Linked DNA regions of Solanum lycopersicum: region 1 is linked to region 2. The links are chromatin contacts, called in public HiChIP or PLAC-seq maps. All regions are on one chromosome and are shown on one strand. Each heading gives the region's core, a stretch centred on a gene start, on an enhancer-like site or on the middle of the called end of the contact. The rest is flanking DNA. Distances are from core to core; before and after follow the strand shown.

Region 1 (4,719 bases), core at 1,633-4,132, 180 kb before region 2:
CCAAAAAAAAGAAAATTGTGGTCACACACCAAAGTCTGAGAAGATACTCAGAATAGTTACAAAAATTAATCAAAGTGGCAAACTTTCAGACACAAACACAATCTGTTAACTAAGCAGAGTCAACTCATACCACAAACCCTATAATCACTAACAAAAATTTCAAAAAAAAGACAAAGATCTCTAATCTACAATTCTAATGAATCTATATATACAAGGAACTGTTCAGAATTAGGATAATGTTAATTTGATGAGTAAAAAGGAGAAAGGATGAGAAAACGAAGAAATACTTATCTGTTAAGTAACCAATATCGGTGAGTACACACACAGTTATATGTGAAACCCTAACTCTGCAACACAAACGCTTTTGCAGCAATAAATAGAAAGAAGAAATTCAGAAGGAAAGGGAAATGAGATGAGGAGTTTTAAGAAATTGAAAGGAATATAATGGGGTAAGTGATGGTTGCACTAAATACGGAGAAGATGAAAATGCAAATGAAAATGTTTCTAGTCAATGCCTAAAAAAATGTTTATCAGAAATCTCATATTTGAGTCTCCTTAGTAACCAGACAGCATGTGGAAAACAAAAAGAAACAAAGAAAGATAACAGATCAAATCTCTAGAAATCGCTAGATTAAGCCATTTCAACAGTTCAACTTCAACAAGCACGTCCCAGTGGATAACTTGTATTAAAATGTGACAACCAAACATATATAAAAAAAATTATCAGTACACACACCAAACCAGCTAATATGTAACACGTTATTTTCATAGAATCCTTCATCAGTAACCATAAGTTATTGACAAATCCATGACGAATTCATCAAAAAAGAAAAGCAGTAACTTTGAGAAATATGACGAGCACCATCGATATTTTTTAAGAGTCCAAGCAACATAGACAATGGAATAATGGGAAGGAAGATCCAAACAAAGCTCACATGACGGCCGACAGTTTCATGCAGATGTTGAAGTAGAATATAAGTTCTCCACTATTATATTGTATAGAAAAATGATTTCATTTTGCATTTGAAGTTAGTGCAGAGTGAGGGCATGGGGGTTGGAGTAGAGTTGGAGAAGGTGACCACTCAACCTTTTACTTGAACCTTCACCTTCACCAATCAAATGAAAGCACAAACCCAATGGAATACTAATTCTCAACATTAGCCACAAAATTCTTCTGGGCAACCTATTATCTTTGTTTTTTTAAAAAAAAATCTCTATTACAAATGAGAAATGCCATTATTAAACAGTACATAAGAAACCAAATGAATACCACCACTAAGTGCAGCTTTTTACTCCTCCCAGAGCCTCAATATTTGCTCCCCGGCCCTAGTGACTCAAACTCACAACCGGTTAAACATGGAGAGTGCCCTCACATTTCTTCCTCAAAAGGAAATATGAATCATAAGCAAATAGGTTCGACACAAAAAACATCATCTTAGTAATCAGATACATGGTGTTGGTGGGAGGTGATAGGTATCACATGGATTGTGCGCGAAAGATATGTGTGACATCAAACATATCTCTGTAGAGAAAAAAAGGAGATTCCTATAGCAAGTAAGTAGGTGGATCTGTACTGCATTTCCTCATCAGTTTAGACAGAACATGTAAAACATATTGCAAGGAGCGGATATAACGTTACAGTTGTGACAGCAAACAAATGATTATAGATGTTTCAGTATAACTGTATAAGACATGAAAAACATAGCCATATGAAGATTCTAATAATTAGGAATAACCGAGATGTACAATGGTGGTAGAGACCAGGACGAACAGACTAAGAAGGTATGATATTTCATGGTAACTTTTAATACTTGTAAAAGCTTTCTAAATTGTTCAAAATATTTCATTGAGATTCCAAGGAATAAATATACTAACCTCAATCTACAGCTTTACATTCAACTTCCCCCACAGAAAATAAATTAGGATATGCAACCAGTCAGTAATAGTTCACCATTATATCTCAAAATCAAATTGCAGAGAGTAAAGGCAGCCTAAAATGAAATACGAATACAATAGACACAACCAAAATCATGTTTAAATAATAGTTCAAGGTTAAAGAACTGAAAACCAAAAGTACATCTAGTTTTATATTTCGTGAAAGAAAAAGCCCCTTGTCCCCTCATCTCTTTAAGAAAAAAAAACACTTTCAACAGTGAACTTATGTATAAATCACAACCAAAAAAAAAAAAAAACTTTTTTGGTCACACACCAAAGTCTGAGAAGATACTCAGAATAGTTACAAAAATAAATCAACATGGAAGAGTGGCAAACTTTCAGACACAAACACAATCTGTTAAACTAAGCAGAGTCAACTCTTCTCACAAACCCTATAATAAATAATAAAAATCAATCATAAAAGAGAAAGGATCTCTAATCTAGCAATCTAATGAATCTATATACACAAGGAACTGTTCAGAATCAGAATAATGTTAATTCGATGAGTAAAAAAGAGAAAGGATGAGAAATCGAAGAAATACTTATCTGCTAACTAACCAAAATCGGCGAGTACACACACAGTTATATGTGAAACCCTAACTCTGCAATACAAAAGCTTTTGCAGCAATAAATCGAAAGAAGAAGGAAAGGGAAATGAGATGAGGGGTAACTAAATACGGAGAAGATGAAAATGAAAATTAAAATGTTTCTAGTCAATGCCTAAAAAAATGTTTTTTTTAAGTCAGTATAAAAAGTTGAGTTATTATTACAAGTACTTTTCTAGCATTTGCCTGATAATTATTAAATTTTCAAAATTAAATTTTTAAATATATTTTTTAATTATATAATTTGATCTTTAAATATTTTTGAATTTCGAAAAACTAGGTCAGACCTATTTTTGGATTATTAGCACTTCCATTCATAATTTTTTTTTTTGAAACATAGATATTTTTTTTGGCTATTTTTGTCATTGATTAGTTGGTGTCAATTGGAGAATATTAATTATTGTGCTAGCCAAATGCTACGTACCGTGTAGCATAATTAAATCGGATAAATATGCTTTTTTTAAGATGCTTTTCGTTTTGTTCTAAATTTTTGTAGTAAAAATTATTCTATCTTTTTCGTACTTAAAAAATAAAAAAGACAGATTTTTACCTTTTTTAAAATTTCAAAATTGCTCTATCCAACTTGCAACATTTCCTTTTGTCCCTGCTTCTTGATCCCTTTTTACTACTAATGTTGTTGGTATAATATAACTATTACGATTACGATAATAAATTTAGTATAATTTCATAAATAGATTTGAAGACGAAAGAGAATAATATATATATATATATACACACACATTGTGATTCTTGAGTTGATTCGTTAATGTCTATATTTTAGAATGACCCTATTTTTAGTCATAATTTTTGAAAATCTTTTAAAGCAAATATTTTTGTTTTTTAAACTGATTTCCTACAAAGCAAAGATGAGTTTTGAAAAAGTGGTTTAACCAAGATTTAAGCAAAAGCATTTAAAGTATTTTTTTTAGTAAAAGAATCTTTCCGATAGAGTTAAAAATGTATTTTTTTTTAATTATATCACTTGATGTATTCAGTGCAAATGTTTTAGTAACTTCGCTCCTTTATTTCTTTACACTCAGTTGAGTATATATCTATATTTATTGTAATTCTTTCATTGAGTTATTTGTTATTCAGTTATATTGCATGTATACTCTTACATTCAACGTATTAATGTCATTCGACCTGTACTTTTTAATGATGCAGATATATGTTCTTAGCATTCTCAACAAGAGTGTTTAAACCACTTCGTCCACTCATCAGATTTTGAGTGAGTTTTCCTTACTTTTGGATGACTCTAGTTTTATGAGTTTTCAATAGTAATTCTCTTGAGGAGTCATCGATCTTTTCTCGACACTCGTTTGTGTACGATGGAGGCTTCATAGATGGACAGTTTTGAAGAGTCTTTTGATTTCACACATTTTATTTAAAACTTATGTAACTTATTGCACTGTTGATTTAGCATTTCTTTCAGTTTGATGCTTATGTATGCATGAGTTAGTCTTCTCCTTTTAATCATCCAGAATGAGGTTCGTTTGGGGCCATCAATGATTCTTAGTGTCTTCCACGCTAGGGTATAGGCTTGCGTGGTGACAAACCCAATAATTTTCTTAATTGTTTTTGTTCATTATTTGGATGTGTTACTTAATCAATTCTTTTCCATTAATGAATCTAAAGTTCGATCTTTCTAACCTTCAATTTTGATTTACTAACAAATTTTTAAATTGATGCAAAATAAGTTATGGTTAAAAGTGTATGGTTTGAATATTAGAGTTGGCTTGGTGGTGAAAATTCGGTGAGGACAGAGACCTGATATTGAAGGTGAGTCACTACCAGTGTTACTTGGTCTGTTGAAGAGAAAATACAGAATATACGAAAGATTAAAAAAAAGTAAAAATAAATAAGAACAAAAGAAAACATACATAATTTATTTTTAAAATATAGAAAACTAATATGAAGTAAAAGAAATATTTATAAAGTTAAAGTTTTAATTATCTTTTTACCTCTCACTTTCTTAAAGAAAATGAACCACATTGTAACATCTCGCAACTAGAAACGACTAGAAAAGAAGTTAAAATCTGGAAATATTTATTTGTGGAAAGAATAAGAAAAATCTGAAATATTGACTAAGTTAGGAAAGCGAGTTTTGATCATTTTCAAACGACCATAGCTCCTAGATCATAATTAGTAAGGAGTAGTTCCAAATATAGTTGGAAAGACC
Region 2 (4,490 bases), core at 1,303-3,802:
ACTACTTAATGGATTTTATATTAGACACTACATTGCCATTTTATATCTGGTAAAGGCTGTTATTTACAAGTGAAGAGAGGGTTTTTGCAACATGTGGTATATTCACTACTTTATGGCATTTATATTAGACATTTTCATTGCCATTCTATCTGATTAAGCCTGTAATTTACAAGTGAATAGGGGTTCTCCTAGTATAATACTAGCACTCCAGTTTTGTATTACATAGATAAGCTTCTACTTGGTAGAACAAGATGGTTACAGAAGAGCGGGCAAAACGGGAAGGAAATGGATATCTACGCTGTTGAAAAGGGGGCGGTTTAGAGTAATACTGGAGTTGGACTTGTTGAATTAATAGAAGGGAAATATATAAATCAAAATTTTAAATTAGGTGTGTGGGGACTGGGAATAAAGGAGATAGATATAGTGGGGAGAAGCCACATGATTGATTGTTATTTGAATATGGTATGAATTACTGTTGCTTCAAGATTTACTAAAAAGAAGTGGCTGATGTCTGTGTATTTGGCATTTGCCCTTGTGTGTTTTTTTCTTCCAAGTCAAGCTATAGGTCCACCATTCCCATGCAGCTGTCTCTCTATCACTTCCATTATTCCTGTTAAAAGTCCTCTCTCCAATTTCCAATCGTTTGACAAGACACACTATGTTCTTGTAAATTGTAATATAGCATAATATCCCAAAAAGAGATGAAAAAAAAAAGATTTATACGACCACAATTGGCTAAGATTTTACCTTTAAAACTTTTTGTTACAATTTAACGGAACAGAGTTTGAAGTTACACTTCTTCTTATGTTGGGACACTCCAAAATTTTCATTTTTGAACTTAAATAATAGAGAAGGTACTGTTCACATTTCATAATGCAAATTATGCACATGACTCCAGCTAGTTTGACTTCCTCTCCTCAACCATATGCCAAAATTACCTATAGGGTTTTTTTTCTAGCAATTATTTCAATGTGAATGCTTGATTTTGACTTGAGAAAGGAAAGGAATTATTCGAATTTTATAATTTTAAACTGAAAATATGTAAAAAAATATTCCAGAGTATTTTGTAATTTTTGTGGTCTAAACTGATGGAAACAATTTTCAAAAAGAAAAGAACATAAGAATAGTAACGTTTCATAGATGAAACAATTCTGATTTGTAGTAATTTTGACAAAGAGAGGGGACAAGAAAATGACAACAGAAGTCCCTTAGATATAGGAAATGGTTCAAAATGACCCCAGAATATATTTCTAAGCAATTTTGATTTTATAAATTTATTAAATATTTAACAAACTCACTAATATATTGTTTTAAACCAAAGACACCTTCCATCAAATCTTACAAACCAAAACCCCAAAATATTGCATTATTGATTATACACCAGAAATGGATAAAACGTACCTGTATGATTTCAAGTTTAGGTGATATTTTTTTCACAAATCATCCTAAAAAACAATATATTTTAATATTTTGTAATAACTTAAACTTTAAACTCTACACTTTATTCTTAATAAGATGATTTATAGTCATGTAAATATTTATAACTGTTTTAGATTATAAATTTCAAAAGTTTTAATTTCATTTTTGAACTTAGTATCTTGTCAATTAATATCGCATCATTGCAATGGAGAGAATAGCAAAAAATATACCTTAAACGGACCACTCTAAAACAGAAGATATTAAGAGTAGTATAAATAAATAAAAACAAACTCCAAATATGAGTTCTTCTAAAAAAAAAAACATTTGCAATTCATATTAAAATTTTCAATCAAAAGTTATTAAATAATTAATTAGAATTAATTAATTATCACTTTAAATATTTAAATGATCCCCTTGACTTTAGCTCAAATAATAAGGGACCATTTTTGCTATTTTATGAAGAGAGGACCACCAACTTAATTTGAATTTGAATTCATAGATGAAAAAAAAAAGTCGTACACTCTTTACATCGTTCCGACATTGAAAAGAACATAATTTAGCCTCTCCGTCCCAATTTATACAATATCTTTATTAGTTGATTACTATTTGACGATATCGTTTTATTGAGGTGTATTAACACTTTTATTTTGAAGAAATGTCAATTAAAAATAACCCACAAAATAACTTTAGTAAAAGACAATTTGATAAACATAACAAAAATTTTCCTTATTTTTTAAAATTACGTGACCAATCATATATAAATTGAGATGTAGACAATATAATTTTGGCCATTGAAATTTTTTAAACTCGAAAAATAGATTTTGATCTTCCTCAAAAAATTTTTTTTTTAATTTTGATCATAAAATTTTAAATAATTTTTACTTTTAGATTACTTACAAAAAAGTCAAGAACAACTTCAAACAATATTTTATCAACAAAAAACTTTATTTTTTTGTTTTTATTTTAGATTACTTACAAAAAGTCAGAAATAACCTGAAATAATATTCAATAGCTAAAAAAGAAATAATAATTTTTCACTTAAAAAGTAAAAACTATTTTTTATTTTAAATTTCATAATTAGCGTTGGGTGCAATAATAAACACATCATATATCATAGTATTAAGCAAAACACAATCACCACTTTTTCATCCCCACTCTCCCACCCACCCTTCACTCTCTCTCTAAAAACACACTCTCTGTAAGTTGTTTTTTGCTCCCTTCTTTTTATCTTCTTCCTTACACTCAAAGTTCTCTTCTTTCTTTGCTTTTTTCTCTCAACACTCCAACTGGGGCTGTGACCACAACTTTTATCAAAGTCTAAATCTTTTTATGTTCTTGAATCGAACCCCCATTTGAGATCTTCACTAACAAGGCAACAACTTTTTGCTTCTTTTTTTTTTCTGCAACTTTGAAGGGTGTGCTCTATTTCCACCTGCATTTTACTCTTCTGCAGAAACCCAGGTAGATTTTAGTTGATCCAAGTTTGAAACTTGACATTCTTGGACTAAGCATTTCTGGGTCAGTGGTACTTTTCTAAATCCAAGATTGTTTCTTTCTTGTGTAAATGTTGGTTCTTTTTTTGTGCTCTTTTGTTGCTTTTGTTTAATTTCAGCTTATTGATCTTTGGATAGTTGAGATTTGATTATGTTCATGTTGTTTTATCAGGTGAATAGATAGATTATTTTTCGCAATGTTGGGTTGATTCATTTGTTATTGTTTGATTCGTCTTCGATCAAAATGACTTCTTTGTTGAATTTAGAACACCGTACATGTCAGATGACTTCCTCTTTGAGTATATATTACTGCTACTGCTACTGCTAAAACGATTGAGAGTGATGAATAATCATGTCATTCTTACATTGAGATCTTTAACCAGTTTCCTTTCACCAGGCTTAGTCTTTAAAGATGGAGGATGGAATGGATGCTGATGTCTTGATGGACTATGTTGAATTTCAGATTTTTCCAAGCCAGAACAGGTCAGACTTTTGTTTAAATTTCAATTGGCTGTATCATTTTCAGTTTTTTGTTGCCTTACATTTTGTTTCTCCCTTATTGAAACAGGGAGTTCATGTTTGACATATATTTCTTCAGTATACCAAAATAACTTAAAACAAATTTTAGTTTGTACCTAGTGTAGCAGGATAATAGACCAGTTGGGGTTGTTGTTGGTTACTTTTGAAGTCCAACATTTAGGGCAATCGACATACTTTTGTAGCTTGTATTGGGATCTATTTTTCTGTAAATACTCATGCCTATTTATAGACATCTATTGCCACCATTTGACAAGTGATGAGAGGCGTTGACAATTGTAAGAATTTTCTTGGCTAATTCTTTTGCTGCCACATTGCTTTCGTTGGCGTTGAGATTTTAACCTCTCAAATACACTTTATGTTTGGTTTCTCAAATACATTTTGAAATAAATATTTTGCCTACAATATGCCACATATTTCACAAGAACTTACAGGAAGAAGCGTTTAACTTGCTGGATTTGCTTGATCAAGTGTAGTATGTTTGGTGCTTTTTGGACTATAAACCAAACTTAGACCGATAATAGCATCACCATTGATTATGTGATAATATGCTTTTATATGTTTATAACATGCTCATATTTGGTACAAGTTCAAATTATGTAAATTGTCAAACTGTTTTTGTCTATTAATCTTGATATGAAAGATCTTGGTGAAGTAATTATGATATTAGGAGTTAAAAGTTATAAGGAGTGAAAATGGATAATGTTGTCACAACAACATTGTGAGAAGACTTCTTAAGAAGTTTGAATGTTTTGAGGTGATTCATGTGGTCACTCCTTACGATGGATAACTCTCAATTGAAAAAGAATAATAGTGACCCAATTGCCCTTTAATTGGAGGTTGCTTCATTAAATGAATTTTAGTGGGCGTGATATATTTTATGTTGTGCGTAGATGTAGTCCCAATAAAGAGCATGGATCTGCATTACTTAGAGGGGTGAAATATTTGAGAGGAACCATGAATTATGACATCTTGTATAGTTTTCCTTTTACATTAGAAGGATATTGTGGTGCAAATTGGATTTGGATCTCTGATTCAGAT

What was found. HiChIP or PLAC-seq counts read pairs in DNA pulled down with a chosen protein or histone mark.
Region 1: an RNA polymerase II HiChIP or PLAC-seq map of leaf shows a contact between it and region 2, with 4 times the contacts expected there. The contact joins the promoter of LOC101250285 here to the promoter of LOC101251662 in region 2. A contact is called at or near these places in 3 of 8 Hi-C or Micro-C datasets (leaf and leaf mesophyll) and 1 of 1 datasets of contacts at active chromatin or transcription factors (leaf).

What each region holds. Positions count from the first base shown.
Region 1 is chr3:53,201,428-53,206,146 of SLM_r2.1, reverse strand. LOC101250285 reads right to left here and starts at 2,882. Exons shown (of 7, transcript XM_069295142.1): 1 at 1,876-2,882.
Region 2 is chr3:53,021,543-53,026,032 of SLM_r2.1, reverse strand. It overlaps LOC101251662 (COP1-interacting protein 7-like), which reads left to right and starts at 2,552. Exons shown (of 11, transcript XM_069295130.1): 1 at 2,552-2,944; 2 at 3,310-3,395. The coding sequence starts at 3,325.